2 separate regions of the Capsicum annuum genome follow, and region 1 is linked to region 2. A link is a contact called in public Hi-C data. All regions are on one chromosome and are shown on one strand. Each heading gives the region's core, a stretch centred on a gene start, on an enhancer-like site or on the middle of the called end of the contact. The rest is flanking DNA. Distances are from core to core; before and after follow the strand shown.

Evidence for each region. Hi-C and Micro-C count contacts between places; a contact is called where the count stands out from the background.
Region 1: a Hi-C map of pericarp shows a contact between it and region 2, with 5 times the contacts expected there. The contact joins the promoter of LOC107841111 here to the enhancer-like site in region 2. A contact is called at or near these places in 5 of 5 Hi-C or Micro-C datasets (bud, leaf, pericarp and 1 more).

What each region holds. Positions count from the first base shown.
Region 1 is chr9:212,311,454-212,316,495 of UCD10Xv1.1, reverse strand. LOC107841111 (cytochrome P450 734A1) reads right to left here and starts at 2,337. Exons shown (of 5, transcript XM_016685115.2): 1 at 1,812-2,337; 2 at 1-16. The coding sequence starts at 2,082.
Region 2 is chr9:212,278,332-212,283,460 of UCD10Xv1.1, reverse strand. No RefSeq gene overlaps it. Among protein-coding and RNA genes, the nearest start is that of LOC107841109, 11 kb to the right of the region's middle. Within about 2 kb of position 3,215, at least 1 of the 5 cell types and tissues checked has an H3K27ac peak or open chromatin away from gene starts, as enhancers often do. A contact at or near this core is called in pericarp, where this site is marked.

The sequences.
Region 1 (5,042 bases), core at 1,088-3,587, 34 kb before region 2:
ACTAGAAATGTTGCACCTGTTAAAAAAAGAAAGGAAAATTACCTTAAACCGTCCGTAAAAATAGTCGATAGATGTATAATTACTGTATATCATATGTATATCACCTAGCGACCGTATATATTTTTGACCAAATAGCTATAAACTCCCGAAAAACAAAGGGTTGGTTCCTCAGATGATGTTTTTCCCCCCACCGCGCCCCATCTAGAGGATCAACAATGTTCACACTTATCTTTCTGCACGACTTGAACCTTCAACCTACCTATCAACCAGTGGCGGAGCCAGAATTTTCACTAAAGGGATTCAAAATCGAAAGAATTAGGCGCACGAACTAGTCGAAGGAGGTTCAACATCAATTATATGCACAAATAGTATAATTTTTTGCCGAAGGGATTCAGAAACCCCCTAACCATAAGGTGGCTCCGCCCCTGTTATCGACTATAGAGGTGCTCAACCACTTGAACATCACTCGTCTAATTTCTCATATGGTCATTCAACTCATAGTTACCGTTATCCAGAAATTCATATTTCAATAAAATAATAACTATTCGTTGAGTGACGATACGAGTGCAAAAAAAAATAGTAATAAAGAGAAGGGAAGAATTTTACACAAAAAAGGAAATGACAGAAAGCAACATGCATTTATGAACAAGTTAAGCACAAAAACAGTAAAGAGAAAATGAAATTGGAAAAAAAAAGCAGTGATTCAGAGAGGATGGATAGTGTAGACCCTACAATAAAACAGAAAGAGCAAAAAAAGATTAAAAAAAACAAAACAATAAAAGTTAGAAATATGACAACACCAAAAAAAAATTAAAATAAATAAATTATTATGTCACTAACAAACATTATACAAAAACTTCATCATCAAGAATTATAAGTTACAACAAAATCTAAAAGAACTATAAGGACAAAAAATGAAACAGAAAAAAGATAAAGTTCATGAAAAACCCATGACTATGATGTTCCAAAACTTCAATTTTTACAAAAATTTGGACCACATAAAAAAAAATTAAAAATATTTTAATTAATTTTTTTAATCTTTTGGGAGATTTTTAAAATAAGAAACTAAAGAATTTTTTTTATTTTTTTATTTGGCTTCTGCAGCAGTATTCTGAAACACTGAACTTCACAACTCCACCAACTCATCAATAGCAGAAAGAAAAGGACATTAAATTAAAGAAGTACACAACAAGAGGCCAGCTTTCAAACAATCACAACAAAATCAGAAAAAAAAAAAAAAAAAAAATTTAAAAAAAGAAAAAAAAAATGTTTTAAGAAAATCCAACAAAGTACATAAAGACTTCAACTTTTTTAACAATATTAATAAGAAACCAACTTATCAAAAGATGAAAACTCAAAACACAATTTTGCAAAAATGGACACTTTCTAATGCTTTCAAGAAAGCTGAGATTACACAATAAAGACTTTGTTTTATGACATTTCAAGACAGTGAATCCGAACTTTTTTAAGAGTACTAAGAAACCAAACAACAAATTAGCAAAAATGAATACTTTTTTATGGTTCCAAACTTCGTTCAAGACATTTCAAGACGGTTAACTTATCTTTTTTCCAAGAATGCTAAAAGATGAAAGATCAAAAACACAAATTTTGCAAAAATGGACACTTTTAAATAGTTTCAAGAAAACCAAAGTACACAAAGACTCAAAAACACAAATTTGCAAAATGGACATTTATAAAGTACACATAAAGACTTCAACTTTGCAAAAAATGACACTTTTTTTTTTCTTAGCTGAATTTTGCACCAAAAATCAAAATAATAAAAAAATAATTTCCAAAATTCAAAAACTTACCATAAATTTTCTTCCAATGATGATAAAATGAGAGAACTCTTGGTAGAATATTATGAGAATAAGAAGGCAAAGTTTGTGAAGAAGCCTTCATCATTAAACTAACAATTTCTTTAGCATTTCCAATAAAGAACTTATAAGGAGGTCCTCTAATGCCTTGTTTGGCAAAATGTTCTTCAATTTTCTTTGGTCTTAACCATAAATAAGCAACAACCCTTATCATGAAAATTGAAACCAAACATGAAAATCCAAGAATCTTGAACCAATTTTCCATTTTGCAAAACACAACAAAAACACTAAACAAAAAAAAGACACCCTTAGTCTTTTTTTTGTTGTTGTTGTTCCTATTGTTGTTGTTGTTGGAAGTGGCTAGTGTATATATTTTGTTCTTGCTAGTGTGTGTGTGTGTGTAAATTATGTTTGGTGGTTCTTTCTGAGTGTTTTCTCTTTTTAATGCCAACAAAGTTTGTGAGAGAAATTACAAGTAGAAATAGAGAGAGAAGTTTGTTTGGCAAGGCCAACGGCGTAGGGGCCGCCATTGGAATTATAAGGGTCAACGAATTAAATAAAATTAAAAAAAAAACTAATTTAATTTTAAGAAATAATTTATAATTTTATTTTTATGTTACTTTTTGAGACAATGTTGCCCTTGTCTTTTCTAGGTAGTTTCTTTTTTCTTTTTCTTCATCTAATGTTCGGTATTTGTATTTAGTGGCAGAGTCTAAATTTTCTGAAAAAGCTTTAAAAAATGAAAAAGTAAACATATAAAACAAGTTAAAGGAGATTTAATATCTATTTTATATATATATATATATAAATTAACTTAATTATGTATAAAAATATAATTTTTCATCGAAAGGAGTTCGAATGACCCCATCAGCTCGCTAGGAGAAACAAATATTCATGTAGGCGTCATATAGATAGAGGCGGAGCCAGCATTCAAACCTCTTTCGACGAAAAATTACACTATTAATACATAATTAAAATAATTTTTATGTATATATATTGTAGATGTTGAACCTCATTCGATTAGTTTTTCTTCAAATTTTAAATCCCTTTAGCTATCAGAAAAAGTATAATGATGGATAAATATAACTTCTTTTGAAGAATATAAGGGTAAATCTAACCATTTTCGTAGTTTGTTAGTTTTGTTTTTTATTTAGTGTTTGATATGCATATTGAACTTCGAATTTGAGTATCACAACATGTATTTTTTAAAGATCGTACTCCTAACATGATTTTTTTTCACATTAAAGACACAATTCTGAAATTTTAAATCAAGGATAAAAGAATCTCAATCGTTTTATCACAGTCCAAACTAGTATTTTTTTGTTTTGGGGGTAGTTTAATTATAGATGAAATAACATAAATCTCGACAATTTAGAGCTTAGTTATAAAAAATTTTGATATTTTGCATAATTATAAAAAAAAAATTAATTTTGGATCTGTCGAGATACATAGTTAGCTTTCGTTACATCTAACGAAGATACAATTTTTTTTTGTAAAGATACATAATTAGCTCCTGATACATTTTTTTTAAAATTTTGAGTTTGTTGAGATACATAATAGATCCAACGAAGATACATTTTTTTCTTGTAAGGATACATAATTAGCTTTCGATATGTTTTTTTCGATCTTGAATTTGTTGAAATATATAATTATCTCCTGATACATCCAACAAAGATACATAATTAGTTGTGATTTTTAGACTTACTTTATAAGGATAAGAATTTGTATAAATATAATAAGTTAAAAGGATATATTTATTTTACTTTTTTTCTTAATTTAATTATATCTCATTGAATCTATTTTGGCATTTTTCAACTTTACATATATAAACAATGTATAAAAATGAAACAATGCCATTATGGCATTTGTTGATTTCAGCAAAAACCTACCAACATCAAAATAGATGGGCTGGCTAATATAGCCAAAGTCTTATTACCTTTTTTTTTTCCTTAAAGAAAATTTCAATTTCAGCTCAAAAATCTTGACTTCCACTATGAAATTTAATTGGACTTTCTTCATTGACCAAAAATTTCAAAATATGGGGATTAATTTAGCATATATTATAATCACTATGCCTTAATTCTTAGGTAAGTTGATATCGACTAGTAGTATGATTGTAATAGTAACAAGGCCAGAAAAAGATATTATTAATTCATAATTGTCTTATTTATGTTCGTTTTATATTTTGTATTATGAAAATTCATCGTTAATGAGTTAGTTTTACGAATACCATCAACTTATCAAATTAAGGCGAAGCCATTTTATATTTACGACTTTAATAAATTCAGTAATTTTGACTCAAACCATACGTTTGAGTTATTAAAAAGTTGATTTATTATTTATAAACATTTTATTGATAACCAAAATATTATTTGAATTCGCCTCTAACCGCAACCCATTTTACTTTATTTGAATTTCGAATTATAATTATAATGTGAACAAACTCGAACAGACAAAGTTATGGATGTTCATGATTAGCATGCTTTAGGGGGGAATGGAATATTAATTAAGTACGTACAAATGGTTGCATAAGATGATGGAATGGATGATCTAACTATTAAATGATGTGAATTATTCTAATTAATATGTGACTTTAGATTAGGTGTATGGCAATTTAATTTCAATCACAAGCTTATCAATTCATGGCAACCTATCGATATGGGTTGTGGTGTAGTGGTGGGACTACTTTATCCTTAATCAGAGGTTTCGGGTTCGAGCCCTGAGTATGGAGAAAAAATTCTGCTGGGAGCACCACCCCCAGAATGGCCATGCAATACGCAATCCAAATTAGTCGGGCTCCAATATAAATATCGAACACCGGTCGGAAAAAAAAAAAGTCATGGCAACCTTAGGAGATAACAGACAGGCATGAGGTGTAAACTTGCAACTATTATTTTAGAAATATGTTGTCACATGTTATCTAATTTTATGCAACTACTAACAACCCTCTTCACCCCCTCCACCCCCACCCCCACCCCCACCACCCACCCCACCCCTACCCGGCTACCCCAACCACAAAAAAAAAATTACTTTTTGGTTAGAAGATTTATTTATATATGAAAGAAAAAATGGAAAATTATGGATGGAATGTTAATCGATAGAAGTCTAATCATGTTAAGTAAAATAATAATTCATTGTGTTTCCTAACTTATAAATAACAGCCTGTATTATTTGTGAGAGGCAGATCTGAGATTTTAATTTTGTGGGTTTTCTTATGTAGTTTGA
Region 2 (5,129 bases), core at 1,966-4,465:
TAGACAATCAGTAAACCAATAACCTATTGACAAAGATAACACTTTTGTTGATTGGACTAAATCAGATTCACGTCGTGTAAAATCTATTAAAGAGAAGCACTCCTTACCACATTACTTGACGGCCACACACTTGGCCAAGATCAATTCTTCGCTCTTAGATTAACACGTTCCTTTTTCAAGCGGCGAATTCAACAATAGATGCAAAAGTTTGGTAAAATTAGTTTTTTGGAGTTAAAAGAAAAACAAGTAGTGATTCTTTATTTCACAAACATCTAAATTTTCGATCAACGCACCGTCCTCCTCCAACAAACAAATACAAAAGGAGGGAAAAAGAAGATCTTTATTGGACCTCATGAGAAATGAAATGACAACATAATCTAGTAATCATAAAAAGCAAATCCAATAGCCACCCTCCCTCCCTAAAATGAGGATTGCAAGAAAGAATGAAGAAAAGGCAATGAACTTTTTTAGATTTTCATCACTTACTACTCTCCATCCCTCACTAGCTAGCAAGTGTTACTTCCTGCAAAGAAAAGGACATTTGCTTCCTATCCTACTCCTTGTGCTTCTCCCTTTGTGAGCTTAACCACATGCCACTATGCCCCAATATGTCATGTTACAAAGCACTCAGCCCACCCCCAACCCTTTTTTTTTTAACTTCATTTTTTTCTTTTTCTTGATATGAGGTAGGGATAGTCATGCAGAGGCGGATCTAGTACGATCATCTGAATCCATTATTTTTTATAGGGTAAACTATGATCGAATTTGCTACGACACAGTCCAACTTTACGGAGGTCCTATTACCCCCCAAAACTAAATTTTAGTGTATTTTTATCAACTTTTTTACCTGACGTGGACCCCATTTTTATATAATAAAGATGCCACATCAGCACAAAAGTACGCTAAAATTGACTTCAGGAGGGTAATAGGACATCCGTAAAGTTGAACTGTGTCGTATCGACTTTGACCATAATTCAAGGGTGTACTGGATGTGTATCTAGTTTTTACACATACTATGTATATATACATGGATACACTCATTAAGGATTGGGTTATGCCACAATTCTGAATAAATGATATGAAAATACTCAATGTGACTCCACAAATTAGTCAATTAAAAGACATATTTTTAGTTAAACAATTTTGATAGTTCCCATTTGTAATTCAATTTGTTTTCCCTTCAAAAATTGTTTGTGTTTTTAATAATGAAGTGTGTAATAAATTCTTTAATTTTTCTCCATCACATCTCATGATGATCATGGTATATTATACCCTTTACCCTACCATAATATGATCTATATATATTGGCTTCTTGAAATTCCATATCATCACATGATAGTCCATGTGACTTGAGAACTCCCAAATTTATTATTCCAAAGAGCTCTCAATGTCCCTTTCACTATAATATTACATATCACTTACCTACATTATGTCATCTTAAATATGACCAAAAGAAAATAACACTTAGCTTATACATGTGATTCTAAGTTTTGCAAATATTATGGTTTTGACACGTTAACAAGTTTGTTTATTTGATATTTTTTCAAGTCATCATCATGCATATATAGATGTAGATGTTGTGTGTGTATGGAAGAAGACAAATTGATATTGATGAAATGAGTTATCATGAAGTTTAAAAAAAGAATGAATAGACAATTCATAAAAAGAGAAACGAAATAGTAGGGACAAAAGGCAAAGGGGTAACCTAACAAGAAAATAGTAAATAGAAGATGAATCTTGAAAAGATGTATGATAAATTTGGCTGAATTCACTTTGTGGATCAGAAATATATATGTATATATAGCAATCTTTTTTTTTGGTTTTTCCCGCGATGTTCGATAATCGTGATATGATATGATAAGACTTGTTGGATTTTATATTTTAAGTGAAGTGTGAATTGAGAAGAGTTAATAACTCAAATTGTCACTCAACTTTGATTTTTTATTTCAGGAAGTTATTTAACTTTGAACTTTTATCTCAGAAAGTCACTCAGCTTTCATCTGTACTCATAAAGTCACTCAACTTTCACATTTTTATTTAGAAAGTCACTCAACTTTCACATTTTATCTCAGAAAGTCACTCAACTTTGAACTTTTATTTTAAAAAATCACTCAACTTTGAATTTTTATCCCAGAAAGTCACTCAACTTTGATCTTTACTCAGAAAGTCACTCAACTTTCACATTTTTACTCAGAAAGTCACTCAGTAACTTTGATCTTTACTCAGAAAGTTACTCAACTTTCACTAAAAATATGAAAGTTGAGTGACTTTCTGAGATAAAAATCTAAAGTTGAGTGATTTTTTAAAAATAAAAGTTTAAAATTGAGTGACCATTTGAGTTAATAAAATGGAGGGGAAGTAACTTTGTCCCTCATTGATTAAAGAGATTTAAAGGTTTTTGTGCTTATATGTAGAAGTACTTTTTTCTAACTCTTAATTGGTTGAGAAGAAGACAGGTCTCACGCCGTTAATTCATAATTTTTAAAAGTAAAATCACATGGCTATTTCCAAATACGCTCACTCTATTTTTTATATTACCGTAAATTTGAAACACTCTCAATGATTTTTTGCATTATTCTTAAAAAAAAAAAAAAAGCAGAATTCTATAATTTACGTTGCTGTTGTAACATAGGGACTTAAATTTCTCAAGAACATACAAGAAAATTGTTAGGTTCGAAATATCCTTTTTCATTTTCTATTCAAACATCATTTTTCCGGTTTTGAATGAAGTTTATTAACAAGAATATATCAGAACTCGAATCGGAGACACAATACTTACCACTCCACCACGATCTCTAATACTAGTATAGCAAATTTTGTAACATGCATATAGGCAGGGGCAGAGCCAACCTTTGTAATGGAGGTTCACGAAAACTCCTTAGGCGAAAAATTATACTATTTATACATCATTAAAATTATATTTTATGTATATATAATAGATGTCGAACCCCCTTCATGAAAATCTTGACTCGGCATCTGCATATAGAAGCAACCACCCACCCACCGACAATGAAAGTTACTAATTGTTGCCTTCAACTCACCTCCCAAAAAACTAAATATGGGCCCATTAATGGACCCATTAATGGGCCATTAATTTTAACAAATGGGCCAAGTAAAATTTTCATGTAAGTGTACTTTTGAGGCCACACCTCTCATCTAGTTTTTGAACATGCTTGTTAAGTAACAGACCAGCTTTTGTACACCCACTTTTGGGTTGGAATGATGGGGATGGCCTAGTGGGCAATACACAGTGTTATTCAGTCCATTAAAGAAGTGGGACTAGGGTGGGCCATTTGCACAAATGGCCACTTTTGAGTCCATTAATCTTACTAGGGTAGATAAGTGTTGTCCGACTTGAATGATAGAATTGATTCTTTCACTTTGTCGAACTCAAAAATAGAGGCTCATTTTACCAAGAGGAGAAGATAAGTTCTTCTGGCAACAGAAGGTAAATTACTAATTGATATTTTAGCCGTTTTTTATGTTTGATTTCTAAGCCGGTGAGGCGCTACTGGATGCTTCAGATCAGCAGAACATAAAGAAGAAACAGATGATCATTAATATTACTTTTAAAGACGAAAGTTTGGCCCATTAGACTTGCGACTACGTAATTTAAAAAAATAGCCTCTCTATCTCGCAAAAGTAAAAGTAAAGTCTGCGTATGTTATACCCCTTCAGAACCCCATTTGTTGAATTACACTGAAGTTTGATGTTATTGTTGGCCTTGGTAAGGGTTATGCATTGAAAATATGATGTAGGATGGACCAATTGCACAAATGACCCTATTTTAGGCCATTAAGTAGTAGTAATGTTTGCGTACATCCTACCCTTTGCAGTCCCCACTACTAGGATTACACAACACAAAGTTTGCGTACATCCTACCCTTTGCAACCCCACTACTAGGATTACACTAAATTTAGCCCACTAGATTAACAACGAAAAAAGTTTAAAGAATGGCCTAAAAAAAGGCCAATGAGTGCTAGTTATGGGGTAGGGTGGGGGTGGGAGTGGGGGGTGGGGGATGGGCTTCTATCTTTGGTTGTGGTTTGAACAGACATGGATGGAGACACATCAATTGGGATTAAGTTGATAAGGTGAACAAGGTGCACCCCAACTACTTAAATGGATCATTTGTTATTTTCTGAATTTTTGTTTCAATGTTTTAAACTTACACTAGACAAATAAACCAAACATCTCCCTTTAACTCATGTCTCATTGTTTTCATACAAGTTTGTTTATACATCCACAAGAAAATAAAACAGTGGTAAATGTACTCTATTTTCAACCAATATGGTGTAGTGATACTCTCCCTTCGACTAATTTAAAATTCTGAATTTACTTCATAGTGTCAAGATGGTTTAGTGGCTATTACTTCTTTCATTTCTTTTCGTTTAATAAGACCGTAATGAATGCCTGTCTTAAAAAGGCGAAAAAATAAAGACTTTTTTGACACATGAGTTTATATATGTCATGTTAATATTACAAATGCATGTTAGTTAGGGCAACAAGAATGTGTCCATGCTTGCGTTCGCAAGTGTGTTCTAAGTTTAAAATTTCAACAACAACAAAAAAAAATTGATGAACGTAGCTATATTCTACTCACTAACTTATTATTATTTATTTTATTTTGTATTTATGTATTCAAATGAGTACTCAATGCTCAAGTAAGAAAGACTTTTCGACATATAGCTAAAATTTTACAACATATGAACAATATCTCTTGACATAACGCAATTTTCAACATGTCAGGACAGTAACGGCAACTAGAGCGTTAGGACTAAACCATTATCCAATATAGAAAGATATCAGTCTTTTCAGAATAGACGAGAAAGAAACAAATAGAGTACACCTCATAAGAAGAGCTTATGAGTGGGCTTTTCCAAAAGATGTCCCACAATATGAAAGGCCCAAACAAAATGTAAGCCCATATGTTTTCTTGTTATGGTTACATGTCTAAAGACTATTTGTCTTTCTAAGTGGTTGATGAAATGTAACTTCAAAGAAACAAGTTCTTCTTTGATTGAAGTTCATTAATATTTTATGTTATTTTGTTGCAACTTTTATACAACAAACTTGGCAACTCATTAAGGAACCATAAGCATGCTATGTCTTTTTGCACCCTATGATTT